Regions from separate parts of the Xenopus laevis genome. Here region 2 is linked to region 1. A link is a contact called in public Hi-C data. All regions are on one chromosome and are shown on one strand. The core of a region is the stretch at or near the end of the contact, and the rest is flanking DNA. Distances in the headings are between cores, read along the strand shown.

Region 1 (3,735 bases), core at 376-2,875:
CAGGCTACTGCTGTACAAATATGGCAGCCCCCTCATAGAAGAACATGGGGGTAAGAAAGGTAATGTAAAAGCATCAGGCAAATACTTTTATGGCAAAATTATAAATAGCATTCAAAGATAATGTTATGAATATAAAAAAGGTTATTTTCTGGTGTCAGTATCTCTTTAAAGACTTACAGATAAAAAAATAATTTAGGACCCTCTGTATCTGGATATTTTCTGGCACACACAAGCCTCTTTATTTTCTTCTACCTCATTTACAGGTATGGGATCTGTTATCAAGAAAGCTCTGAATTATGGAAAGACCCTCTCCCATAGACTCCATTTTATCCAAATACTCCAAATGTTTAAAAATGATTTCCATTTTCTCTGTAACAATAAAACTGTATCCTGTAAAGGTATGGGATACGCTATCTGGAAACCCATTATCCGGAAAGCTCCGAATTATGGAAAGGCCGTCTCCCATAGACTCCATCTTATCCAAATAATCCAAATTTTAAAAAACGATTTCCCTTTTCTCTGTAATAAAACAGTACCTTGCACTTGATTCCAACTAAGAAATAATTAATCCTTATTGGAAGCAAAACCAGCCTATTGAGTTTATTTAACATTTACATGATTTTATAGTAGACTTAAGATATGGAGATCTAAATTACGAAAAGATCCGTTATCCAGAAAGCCCCAGGTCCGGAGCATTCTGGATAACAGGTCCCATACCTGTACTTGATCCCAACTAAGATATAATGTATCCTTATTAGAAGCAAAAAAGTTCCAAATTACAGAAAGACCATCTCCCATAGATTCCATTTTAATCAAATAATACAGTTTAAAAAAAATGTATATTTTTTTCTGCAATAATAAAATAGTACATTGGCATGGGCCCTGTTATCCAGAATGCTCGGGACGTAGGGTCTTCCGGATAACGGATCTTTCCTTAATATTGATCTTTATACCTTTCGTCTACTAGAAAATCAAGGCACTTTTTATTCATTACAGAGAAAAAGGGAATAATTTTTTAAAATTTGGATTATTTGTATAAATTGGAATCTATGGGAGACAGCCATTCCGCTTTCTGGATAATGGGTTTCCGGATAATGGATCCTTGATCCTTCTAATACATTATTATTGGAGGCAAAACATGCCTATTGGGTTTATTTAATGTTGACATGATTTTCTAGTAGACTTACGGTATGAAAATCCAAATTACAGAAAGATCTGTTATCTGGAAAACCCCAGGTCCTAAGCATTCTGTATAACAGGCCCATACCTGTACCTGCACAAACCTGCACAATACTTTTTCTTTCTTAATGCATTATAATGAATAACGAGGGAGAATTTCTAAATTGCATACTTAAACGGTATCACCCCCAAGAAGCAGATTTTCATTTTTCTGCCATACAGACGGCTACAACTTGTGACTGTAAAGTAAAACAAACAATTAACATTCGCTGAAGCAAGTATAAGAATATTCATTAATTAAATGATACAGATTGTTGTTGGAGAGAAATCTTTTTTTTTTTTTTTTTTTACAGGTGTCAGTGTCCCTTTAAATCCAGGTCCATTTGTATTAGCTCCAGGTTAGAACATGCTCTGGTTCCATGTATCGTGTGGGAGATTTCTCATAACTAGACAGCAGACTGTGTGTGTGTCTGGCATTAGCAGCCAGGTAGCTCCCCTGTGGAGGGGATGAAAGACAAAGTTGGGGCTGGTCTGTCCCACTGACCTGGAGGTATTTGGAGCAGCGGTGAGAGCAGAAGGGACAAAATAAAGTTGAGCTCTCGATTGCTTGAGACATTCACCAAAAAGGTGTGAATGCAAAGATGATGTCAGCACAGCTCTCTCACCTCTCTTCTCCAGGGAGAAAGCCCTCTCAAGCTGTCTGGGTGCTGCACTCCCAAGCTTACCCAGTGAGAATCTGGCTATACTGTGGTGCTACCGTGACAGCCAAAGTGGCTGCTTAAGGCAATAGAAACAAAGAAAATACCAGGAGAGACTGCCAACAGAAAGGGTGAGTCATTGCATCTAATTGTATGTGACTACAGTAATTCTTTTCCATTCACAGGTATAGCTCAGCAGCCATTAGATCCACATACTGAGTGATATGTATCATAGCTTTCGTGGCTTCATACTGCCTGACAAACCAGCAGTTATGAACTACTACTCCCAGTATCCCATGTTAGAAAAGGCAACAAAAGATCTGCTGCTGGGGCTCTGTCTGCAAACAGCACAATGGGAGCTACAGTATTTCAGCTGGATGACTTCCAGTTCTCTGGGTTTGTGTATATACAGCATCTATATGTATATCTATGGACACCTCCAATCTGTTCAGAGCCGGGCTGCTCTGTGCATTTAACTGCTACTCTATGAGCCGCAAGAGCTTAGGGTGGTGGTGTGGGTTGCACCTCCTTAAAGAAACTTTTCATTTTTAAGTGGCCTTTGTATGCTGTTTCCCTGATATCTCAGATCAGCACTAGCCTATGGGTGATGGAACCATTTCATGAAATGTAGAAGGCTCATCCATTCAGTAGGTTTCTTTGAATTTTGCTCAACTGTGGCCTCTGGGCTATGGATTCTATATTTATAGTGGAGAAATCCGTTATTCACTTAAATAGGGTGGTTTGTGTCAAAAGAATAGATTTTTTGCTAGTACAGGTATGAGACCTGTTATCTGGAAATCCGCTATCCAGAAAGCTCCAAATTACGGAAAGGTTGTTTCCTATAGACTCCATTATAATCAAATAATCCAGATTTTTAAAAAGTATTTCCTTTTTTCTCTGTACTAATAAAACAGTACCTTGTACTTGATCCAAACTAAGATATAATTAATCCTTATTGAAAACCAAACCAGCATTTTAGGTTTATTTAATGTTCATGATTTTCTAATAGACTTAAGGTATGAAGATCTAAATTAGGGAAAGATCTGGAAAACCCCAGCTCCCAAGCATTCTGGATAAAAGGTCCCATACCTGTATATTATATTGTATTTAAATTGGGTCAGGCTTGCTCAGTACTGCTTACATATAGTGTAAGGGGATGGGGACATAAAGATTTCAAAAAGTCCTTTATTTGCTATTGGCAAGCAAACATAAGGGGTGGGGCATTTGGATTACAAAGCGTCAAGCATAAAAATTATTTGTCTCGTAAATAAACTCACCTTGTAACATTAAAGGGGTGGTTTATCTTAAAGTTAAATTTTAGTATGTTATAGAATGGCTAAATCTAAGCAACGTTTCAATTGGTCTTCATTATTTATTTCTTATAGTTTCTGAATGATATGCCACCTTCTGATTCTTTCCAACTTTCAAACGGATATGACGGACCCCGTCTAAAAACAAATGCTTGTGAACGCTACAAATTTATTTTTTTACTCATCACTTTCTGTTCAGGTCCTCTCTTATTAATTTTCCTGTCTCTTATTCAAATGAGTGCATGGTTACTAGGGTAATTTGGACCCTATGAATTGGTGAAATTGCAAGCTGCTTTTTTTTTTTAGCTAAAAAGCTAAATATTTCAAAAACCACAAATAATAGAAAACGAAAACCAATTGCAAATAGCCTCAGAATATCACTCTCTACATCATACTAAAAATTAACTCTAAGGTGAACAGCCCCTTTAAAATTCAGACCCCTTAATGTTATAAATTCTACTGGCAACTGTACATTTAAAATACATTTTTTAAAGTCTCCAATTAGCTTGTATCTAGGAGACACTCCAGCACTAAAGATGTTAAAGATT
Region 2 (3,735 bases), core at 876-3,375, 98 kb after region 1:
TGTGCATCCCTACAGACCATAAGCCTGGAACATTTCCTAGGTCTTTGTCCATCGAGAGCCTGTGTCCAGCCAGTCGGGTACCACTGGAGAGCTGGAAAATGGGCAGTAAATCGTTGGGACAGTCGGTATGCAGCAGTATGGACTCGCATGGCCTAGAGGGAAGGCCAAGAAGGGGTTCCTGCAGTTCCATAGGTAGTCGTTCAAGTATCTATGACAATGTGCCTTGCTCGCTCTCTGGTAGTAGGGATCTCTTAGAGTTGGGAGGAAGCAGTGATCTCTTTGGCCACTTGGATGATGTCCTTAATCACGTTCGGGGTCTCCAGCGGATGGTGGAGCTGTGGTCACGAACTGTATGTCCAGAGCTTGATGAAGGCACTGACTCTGGGGGTGAACAGGCTGGGCATCTAGCCTATGAGGAGAGATCCATATCAGATGTGGGGACATCAGCCAGTGACTTTGACAGTACTGGCAACTCTCTTAATGAGACAGAGGAGACAGAGATGAGAGAGAGGAGAGACTCTGGAGTCGGAGCATCATTAACCAGGCCATGCAGGTTGGTCCAGAAATATTAGTAAAATATCTCAGTTGGTTCCTGTTCTACACTCATGATTCCTCAGCCATGCCCAGGCAGATTTCTGTGTTGCATCTGGTTGTAGATCAAGGCTGTCCCAGCTTTTTCCAGTGGGCTGATGGTCTGATATACCTTATGTTTTCAGAATGCTACAGTTTAGAAGCAGATGTGCCTGTGCTGTGTTTGGTGTTCAATCTAGATAGTAAAGACACATCATCTACATCTCATCTACATGAAATGGATAGTTCGTACGGGCCTTAAATTGGACACTTGATAATTGTAACTGAGAGACTATGAAACACAAGTTAGTTGAATAGATAGTGCTGAGACATGACTGTTATAGCATATATCCATGCTGCAGTCATTCAGCTCTTTCATGAACTATAAGTCAATACAACTGACAGCTGGATTGAATGACAGCTGGAGGGCCTCAGCATGGATGTTCCTGGTGTAGTGTATAGCTTTCATAGCTGGAGTGGGAACCAGTTGTGCTGCATTCCATCTCTCCTCCTCCACCTGCCATATGGCCTGTGCACAAGACTCTCTTTTGGGAAAGATAAGGGGTGTAACTACAGAGGAAACAAACCCTTCATGAGCATATGTTGTTGTAATTTGAACTGAATTTGCTTTGGGGCCCAGTGACATCTAGTAATGCCACTAAGAAAGATCTATGATTTGGGGTTTGGTTTGGTATTTGCACTTTTTGCAAGATTCCGAACCAAATCCAGGCAGGACACTCTACTAGCACTAGCAGCCTTCTCAGCTACCATAATCCTCGGCTATCCGATATAGGTATCTCCTTTCTTCTAGGTGCTAACTGCTGGAACCTTGCCAAAATTCTTCCCTTGGTCCTAAAGCAAAACCAAAGATCCATATTGGCCCCTGGGTTTAAAGAAGAAGGAAAGCTACCAAAGCGGTTTATTGCCAATAGATTAGCCACAATAGTGCAAGTTATTAGACTATATTTGTTCTGCAGAATGCTTTACCATACCTGAGTAAACAGCTCTAGAAGCTCTCTCTGTTTCTTTAGGATAGCAGCTGCCATATTAGCTTGGTGTGACATCATTTCCTGCCTGAGTCTCTCCCTGCTCATTCATAGCTCTGGGCTCAGATTACAGCAGGGAGGAGAGGAGCAAACTGAGCATGCTCACGCCTGTACCCTGGAGGTTTAAGCTGAAAACAGGAAGTCTGATACAGAAGCCCATGTGTACACAATAAAAGGAAATAAATGCTGTGTTTCTTTTGACAGAGGACTCAGAGCAGCATTACTCAGCAATACTGGTGTATTGATATAGATAGACCTTTCTGATAAAGCTTACTTAATTTTAGCCTTTCCTTCTCCTTTATGGAGCAACTATTTATCGTAAGCCACTTGTGCGCCATTCAGAGTCCTGGGGTAGAACACAACTCACTTGGCTCACTTTTCCTAGAACTGTATTGAAAATCCACCGCCCTGAGAGTCGAGCTCTGCGACCCGCTGTGGATTAGTTGTGGCATGTAGTGATTTCATCTGAAAGCCTGTGTGTGTCTCTCCCTGGCAGGAAACTCCGCTGGCATAGCTTTCAGAACTCACACCGGCCAAGCCTCAGTTCTGCATCCCTGGAGATTAACAGGCAGTCGGCGGCACAGCTCAACCTCCTGCAGAAGCTCTCCCTGCTTAGACTCACCGCCATCATGGAGAAGCACTCGGTGCCCAGCAAGCAGGGTTGGGCATGGTGAGTAGGCCAGCACAATTTTCCATTTACTTCCCCTTTACATAATTTACAAGCAGACCATGCCTTCATTGCACGCATGAATTCATGTGATCCACAGTGGAAGTAGTCCTAGGCAGTGCCACAGCTTCCTTCTCTGTGTATTTGCATTTTGATGTATAGTTGGGAGATGGAATTTTTGCTTCTGGCTCCATAGAGTTAAATGGAACCACAACATAAATAGATGAGCATCCGTGTATACAAAACAAGTGACATGGCAGCTTCCACTCATATGTATTAAGAGAAGGGACGTTTGTACATACTAAGGGGGACATAATTCAGGGGACCCATATCCATGGCGGCAAAATGTATACTTCCCAATGCTCAATGCATCTCGCTCATTTCTGTGTCTAGCATTGGGCTATTCAGATGGTATTGCAATAACTTGCCCTTGCTCACCATCTCCTGGCCAAATTATGTAATTACATTCATTTCCGAGCCTTCAATAATCTTGCCCTGTTGAATACACTTAGGTTGCCCTTATTCTGCATTACGCCTGCTTTATCATTTGGTCTTTGAAAATAATTTCTGACAGATTCACTATACTGGAAAGATTTGAGGGTCTCTGCATATAAAATAATAACAGCTGTGTCTTGGAAAGTGAAACTTGCCTGTACAGAAAAGGGGTTTTGTTCACCACAGCCATGGAAAACCCTTGCCGTTGTAAAATACACCTCCAGGATACTTTTGTTAATCCTTCATTACAACCTTTCCTTTATTATAGACCTTACTTCCTTATATTGCTTGCATGTGAGAAATCTGGGTTTAAAGGCATAAAGCACATCTGTTAACACTTGTTTTCTCCCACTGCCAACAGGACAGTGCCCAAATTCATGAAGAGAAGCAAAGTTCCTGACTACAGAGGTAGAGCTGTGTTTGGTGTCCCCCCAATTATCAATGTGCAGAGGACAGGACAGCCGCTACCACAGAGCATCCAGCAGGCAATGCGCTATATTCGCAGCCAGTGCCTTGACCAGGTAATTGCACTGAGCGTGGTGTTTCCTCCCACCATGTTTGGGCACTTCTACACAATTTATGGTATATACTGTATGCTCTGTAATTGTGGGATGTGTCAGCACGAGGTGCACTCATGTGATTGGTTATCAGATTGAAGAGGTCTATTCAGTAAATTCCTGTGGGCAGGAGGTGTAGCAAGGCTAGCCAGAGGAATGAGCTCAGGTGTTTCCCAGGTGAAGAACATGGGCATGGGCAGGTGTGACACAAGAGACCATGACCCAAGGCTCATACATTAACTGCCTTATACACACCCATGCAGCTCTTTTATATCTCTTCCGCCCTAATAGACACATCCTTTCTCTCTCTTAGGTGGGAATCTTCAGGAAATCCGGGGTGAAATCTCGCATCCAGGTCCTGCGGCAGATGAACGAGTCCTCTCCGGACCATGTCAGTTAT

What was found. Hi-C and Micro-C count contacts between places; a contact is called where the count stands out from the background.
Region 2: a Hi-C map of the XL177 cell line shows a contact between it and region 1, with 4 times the contacts expected there. The contact joins the enhancer-like site here to the promoter of stard8.L in region 1. A contact is called at or near these places in 2 of 4 Hi-C or Micro-C datasets (the XL177 cell line and the XTC cell line).

What each region holds. Positions count from the first base shown.
Region 1 is chr8L:31,030,505-31,034,239 of Xenopus_laevis_v10.1, forward strand. stard8.L (stAR-related lipid transfer protein 13) reads left to right here and starts at 1,626. Exons shown (of 16, transcript XM_018241088.2): 1 at 1,626-2,008.
Region 2 is chr8L:31,128,301-31,132,035 of Xenopus_laevis_v10.1, forward strand. stard8.L (stAR-related lipid transfer protein 13) reads left to right here. Exons shown (of 16, transcript XM_018241088.2): 7 at 1-553; 8 at 2,113-2,286; 9 at 3,140-3,299; 10 at 3,649-3,735. Among protein-coding and RNA genes, the nearest start is that of LOC121396970, 26 kb to the right of the region's middle. Within about 2 kb of position 2,126, at least 1 of the 7 cell types and tissues checked has an H3K27ac peak or open chromatin away from gene starts, as enhancers often do.